Linked DNA regions of Mus musculus: region 1 is linked to region 2. The links are chromatin contacts, called in public promoter capture Hi-C maps. All regions are on one chromosome and are shown on one strand. Each heading gives the region's core, a stretch centred on a gene start, on an enhancer-like site or on the middle of the called end of the contact. The rest is flanking DNA. Distances are from core to core; before and after follow the strand shown.

Region 1 (3,005 bases), core at 304-2,803, 2.1 Mb before region 2:
TAGTCTTCAGCCATACAGGAAGGCAGGCAATGAATGAGTAGTTTCTGGGAGACAGGTGAGGCGTATTTGGTAGATTAATTCTCAATTCACCTTCTCAGAAGGAAAGGACAAACCCCTCATTTACCAAGATTCTAAAGAGATTTCCAGGCAAGTCCCTGGCCAGGCCCCACATCAGTCTTTGCTTTGAAGTATCTGTTCCCCAGGGTTTGGTTTTCTCCACCAGGACCTAAACTTGTTATTGAGCTGCAAGAGCTCTGTAGGAAAAAATCAGCTCCTTCCGCTGACGTGCACAAGCCTGGTGTCTGCAGAGAGGGATGGCCTACCTGTTTATCGGGTAATCAATCTTTGTCTATCATCCCCTTTGTCTTTGGGAGCAAGTAAGTTAGTGTGATTACCTCCTTCACAACAATCTCTCCACCTCAAACCATTTTTTTTTTCCATACAGAGGTGTTTGGGAGCAGGTTGCACTTGGACAAGATTTTTGTTGTTGTTGTTGTTTGTGTGTGTGCATGTGTGGGCTAGTGAGCTTGGTAGCCATTGAGGAATCACTTGCCAATGCTGTCTTTTAATTGAAGCTTTCCATCTGTATTGAGAACCCAGATTTCTGACCAGCTGAGTACAGGGGACATTTTGAAAGCTTCTGACAGAAAGCCATGGTCTGACTGTGGAGACCTGGACAGGAAGCCAACGGTCTTGGGGAAGGGGGTTGTCGTCTGTAGCTGGTTGCCTGCTCCAGCGGATGGGGTAAAGAGACAACTTTGAGGCCCTTCCAAGATCAGGTAAAGATCAAGCCATCTAATAAAAGGGGACTGGGAAGGGAGGGGTGGTGTGCTTAAACAAATGTTCCCTTTCTTTCTTCTCTGAAGACTTTGAGCAGGTCTCCTTTTGAACTTTACTTACTTACTAGAAAGGCAATTTCGAGGGCCTGAATTGGAATGAACAAAACCACATTAAGTGGTCAGATGTGAAGCAGTTTTGAGAACTTTTGAGATTCCAGAGCGGCAAGTATTAAAAAAAAAAAAAAAAAAAAAAAAAGGTTTTGCTTCCTTAAAGTAAAATTTGATCCCATACATCCCCAGAAGCCCTCGATTCATTTCCCTCTTCGTTTTCACATTTGGGCACAGTTGAAGCTTATCATTGCCCCCACCCCCCACCCCCACCCTCTTTTCTCCCTAGCGCCCGTCCCGTCCTCCCCAGGACTGCGGGTAAAAGTGGAACTCAAAGTTGAGCGAAACCTTGGTTTCCTGGAAGCCGCTGTCTCACTCAGAGTTAGCAAGCCAGACGCCCACATTCTGCCGCTGGGCGCTCGCCTCCAAGAGGCCGGGCTGCTCGGCACAGCTTGCGCTCGCGCATCCTCGCCTCCGGCCGCCGGGCTCGGGCGCGCTGCAATCCCGCACGCGCGGGGGCCTCTGCAGCGGGGAGGCGGTGCCCGCACGTGCGGCGGCTGCGGACTCACCTGCGCCTCCCGAGCCCGGCCCCGCCCATCGCCCCGCCCCGGCGTGACTCATTGGCCGCCGCTCGGAGGGGTGGAGCAGAGGCGGCCCCGGGGCTCATTAGCGATGCGGTCTCCAGGCTCGGTTTGGTAGTCCCGGACCCGGAGCGGAGCTGGGGCTGCGGGCCGCTTAGCGGGGACGGCGGGCGGCGCCGCAGGAGGCGATGGGGGCGCGCGCTGCGTCCCGCTGCCCATCTGATATCCCTGTTCCGCTGCTGTAGGGAGCGGCGGTGGGGAAAAAGAGACTCGCCACAGACCACCACCTCCGGGGAAACCTACTGGCGTTGGCTCCCTGCCGTCGTTCCTCGCGGACTTCCAGGGCGTGGAAGAGGAGCGAATCCTGAGAGGAGCTCGGAGCATGGGGACAGGGGCTGCAGACGGCAGCCGCGGGGCGCGCCGGTGGCTCCCATGGCTAGGACTCTTTTTCTGGGCGGCGGGGGCTGCGGCTGCCCGAGGTAAGCGCTGGGTGGACAGCGGTGCGCGAGGGGAGCGGGACTCTCACCTTCGGCGTGGGTTTCCCAAGTTGTTCTGGCTTCTCTCCGCGCGCGTAGCCCGACTCAGTGGGAACCGTGTTAGAGGAGCTCCAGGGGACCACTGCCTTTCAACCCAAGTTTGCTATCTGCAGTAATCCTACAGGTTGCTCTGACCGGGCCCCCCCCCCCCTTGAGTTTGCACCCGCTGAGATTTTCCAACCTCCCTCCCCACCCTCCGCCCCTCAATTGTTGCAGACTGGAAAACTCGTCTTCCCTATATCCTCTCTCGCCTTGGTCCTCTCCACTTTTCCTTCTTGGGCGAGCTCGTCCCTGGGTGGGAGCCCACGGTGATGTTCGAGAGTGCATAGGGAAAGAGGCATGCCCGTGGGTTCCAATAGAGACTGCGCTTTTTTTCCCCTTCAGGGGGAAGCATCCAAGCTGGTCACTTCGCTCTGCACCAAGCCCCTCGGGCGACCCTAGTCTTGGCTCTAAGCCAGCAGTGGTTTTGCCTTACAGAATCTGCGAGGGGGCAAGAGCTCTGGGGAGTGTGTACCCTGGGGTTTAACTGCGCCTGCAGTGCCCAGCCGGATAAGCAGTTGGCCGGAGGGAGGCTGTACTCTCGGCGCATCCTCTCCCTATCGGGTGCTTATACCAGCTTAGAAGCGCGGGCCCTACTGAGCAGCAGGGAAATTTAGAAGCAGAGATTTCTCTGCTTCTAATAAGCTCAGGAGCCCCCCCCCCCCCCCCCACACACACACACATACACACACTCTTTTTCTAGATCCGCTGCACTCCAGCAGAGCATCAACTTAAAGATAAACCACACGGACCTGTTTTGAAGCTGATCACAGGCAGTTCCAGACAGCCCCAGTGCTGTGGCTACCTTTGAAATAATCTAGAAGCTTCCCTTTCCCTGCCCTTCTTTACCTTTCTTCTTTGCTGCTTGCCATCCAGCCGGCTTAGAATATGTAATTGCATTAAATGATTTACCTAACGCTTGTCTAGCAAGAGGTGGCACCGGGCTAACCACCTCTCCTTCT
Region 2 (3,057 bases), core at 225-2,724:
CTAGCTGGCCAGGCACTCACTCTGTACATCAAATTGCCCTTGGACTCAAAGAAACCTGCCTGCCTCTGCCTTCTGAGTGTCAGAATTAAAGGCACGTGCCACGTGGATAGCTCAAAGTTCAAGGTTTTAAACATGTCTGAGTCGGCCTGTAGCTTCCAGTTTGCCAAAAGTTGAAGGGGAGAGAGGAGGTGTGTGTGTGTGTGTGTGTGTGTGTATGTGTGTGTTTGAAGGCCAGATGTAGTAGCAAATGTCTTTAATCCTAGCACTCAGAAGGTAGAGAGAGGCAGATTTCTGTGAGTTTAAGACTATCCTGGTATATATAATGAGTTCCAAGACAGCCAGAGATATACAGTGACTCTTGTCTTAAAGTACAAAACAAAACAAAACACCCAAATCAAACCAACAATAAAATCCGACAATTTAAAATGCATTCTTACCAACTCCTAGCCTCCATCAATTCAGAAGATAGCATCTGAAACCCATGGAAAGGGTTTCCCCATATTCTGTAATGTTATTACCAGTGGTCCCTATCGTATGATATATGGCTCTCTTTGTTCTAAATCTAATGCAATCTTCATGTAACCACTTAACAGTTCTATGTGTTATTTGGAGAAACTTGTATCTATCTGTTCCTGGGCTCAAGTCCTCCTTTTTGGCTCTAGCATAAACTCTTGTACATCCTCTTTGAGGAGAGAACTATGGTTTTTCATGCTATTCTCTGAAGATATTTAAATCTACCACTCAAGATTTTAGTTCATCTTATTGTATTTATTTAGAGACATGTTCTTATTAAGTTGCTCTGACTGGACTGAACTCATTATGTACACCAGGCTTGGCTCAATCTCTACCTCCTAAATGCTAGGATTAAAGAAATATGTTGGAAAACAACAACAACAAGAGAGACTTTGAAAGAGAGACGGCAACTTAGTGTGGGGAGGTCCGTAGAGTACAACACAATTTACTGCTCTCTCACTGCAGAGTGATCTATTTTCTACTACGGTCAAACTTAACGTTCCTTACTACATAGAAAGGAAAAAACTGGTTCCACTTTTTTGAAGGGAGTTAAATCAGGCATGGTAATACAAGCCTGTAATCCCAGCATGTAGTAGGCAGAGGCAGGAGGATCAGTATTTTAGGTCAGCCTGGGCTACATAAGCATGATAGGCTAAAAAATAAATTATAAATTGGATAATATATTTTAAAAAATAGTGTTTTGCAGACAACAATTCCACATCTGTGGTTTGTGTCAACTCCCCACGTGGCCTAACCACAAAAACCCAGAGAGCCTGAGAAACAGTTAAATCCAGGAACCTCCCTTTCTAACTCAGGTTTCTACCCGAGTCCACAGAAGGGATCGGAAGTGGCGTACTGCCGAGGGGAGGAGCAAACTGCCAGCCGATTGGCCAGCTGGCCGGAGGAGGATGGTGCATCCGGAATAAGCGCCCCTCCACTTTATTGCCGCTGCCCAGTTACAAGTTCTCTGGGAGTTTGTGCCTGACGGCGGTACCGCAGCCCTGGACCGACCGACGAGATGCCGAACGGAAGCCGCTGCCCGGATTGCGGCTCCTCCGAGCTCGTGGAAGATTCGCATTATTCTCAGAGCCAGCTGGTGTGCTCCGACTGCGGCTGCGTGGTCACCGAAGGGGTCCTAACTACCACCTTTAGCGACGAGGGCAACTTCAGGGGTACTGGTCTTGAACCCGGGGATCGCCAGCCTTGGGCGGTGGAGTCCTTAAACCCAGCTCCCTCTTTCCAGCCTCCTCCCTTTCTTGGCCATGCGCACAGTTAAATGTGAGAGAATTGGGCTTAAGTAAACAGATGAGCTGGAGGAGGGTGCGATCCATCTGATTTCCCAGTACCTACAACGGTGTCTGGCATTGGGTGGGTATATTGGTTGGTGAATGAACGAAACGATAAAGGTTTCATTCGTCTTGTCAGACCTAGTCAGTGTTGAAGGAGTGCCGGTAAATTATTTGAAAATAACAACACGAACCATCATCTCCTAGCAGGTTTTAGCACTAATTGGCAACTTGCTCTCCTCTGCGTTCCACGCCATTGCTCTAGTACAGCGGTTCTCAACCGGTGGGTGGTGACCGCCGTGGTGTCCACAGAATCTTTCACAGGAGTCCCCTAAGACCATCCTGCATATAGGCGGTTTACATTATGATTCATAATGCAATTCATAATTCTCTTTTTTTTCTGTAGCTAATGCAATCTTCGTGTAACCATTACAAAATTACAGTTATGAAGTAGCAACGAAAATAATGTTAAGGTTGGGGGTCACCACAACGTGAGGAACTGTATTAAAGGGTGGCAGCATTAGGAAGGTTGAGAACCACTGCTCTAGCCCTTGGCTAATGCAGCCCTCAAAAGTGAATGTATCAGAGAAATTATTGGAAAATCAGAATTGCCAGTGCAGCTTTTAAAAATACAGTTCTGTCCTATTACTTTTACATAGATGGGTATCTTCTCTGAGGTAGAAGTAGATACACAGTCATTTGAAATCTCCCTGGCCTTATGCAGTCAGAGGGCAAGGAGGAGGTGAACGAAGGCCAGCTGGGTAATTTGTTGTTTGCTATTTTACAGAAGTGACATATTCTCGAAGCACTGGGGAAAACGAACAAGTTAGTCGCTGCCAGCAACGAGGTGAGAATCAAACTTTTTTCCCCCTTAAATTTCAGCTTTGCTTTTATTTATGTCACTGTTTAATGTTTTGATATTATGTGTATGGGTGTTCTTACTGCATGTATGTGTGTGTGTGCAGCATGTGCATGCCTGGTGCCCATGGAGTTAGAAGAGGGGGTTGGATCATCTGGAATTGCAGTTATAGATGGTCGTGAGCAGCCCTGTGGATGCTGGGAAGCAAACCCCAGGTCGTCTACAAGAGCAATAGTGCCTTTTAACTGCTGAGCCATCTCTCCAGCCCAGAGCATCAACCTTTTTTTTTCTTTTCTTTTCTTTTTTAAATATATTTTTTTATTACGTATTTTCCTCAATTACATTTCTAATGCTATCCCAAAAGTCCCCCATACCCTCCCCTCAACTCCCCTACCCACC

Evidence for each region. Promoter capture Hi-C pulls out the DNA fragments that hold promoters and counts their contacts.
Region 1: a contact with region 2 is called in a promoter capture Hi-C map of hippocampal neurons, with 9 times the contacts expected there. The contact joins the promoter of Unc5d here to the promoter of Brf2 in region 2.

What each region holds. Positions count from the first base shown.
Region 1 is chr8:29,218,184-29,221,188 of GRCm38.p6, reverse strand. It overlaps Unc5d (unc-5 netrin receptor D), which reads left to right and starts at 1,553. Exons shown (of 18, transcript NM_153135.3): 1 at 1,553-1,947. The coding sequence starts at 1,851.
Region 2 is chr8:27,127,049-27,130,105 of GRCm38.p6, reverse strand. It overlaps Brf2 (BRF2, RNA polymerase III transcription initiation factor 50kDa subunit), which reads left to right and starts at 1,474. Exons shown (of 4, transcript NM_025686.2): 1 at 1,474-1,685; 2 at 2,587-2,646. The coding sequence starts at 1,532.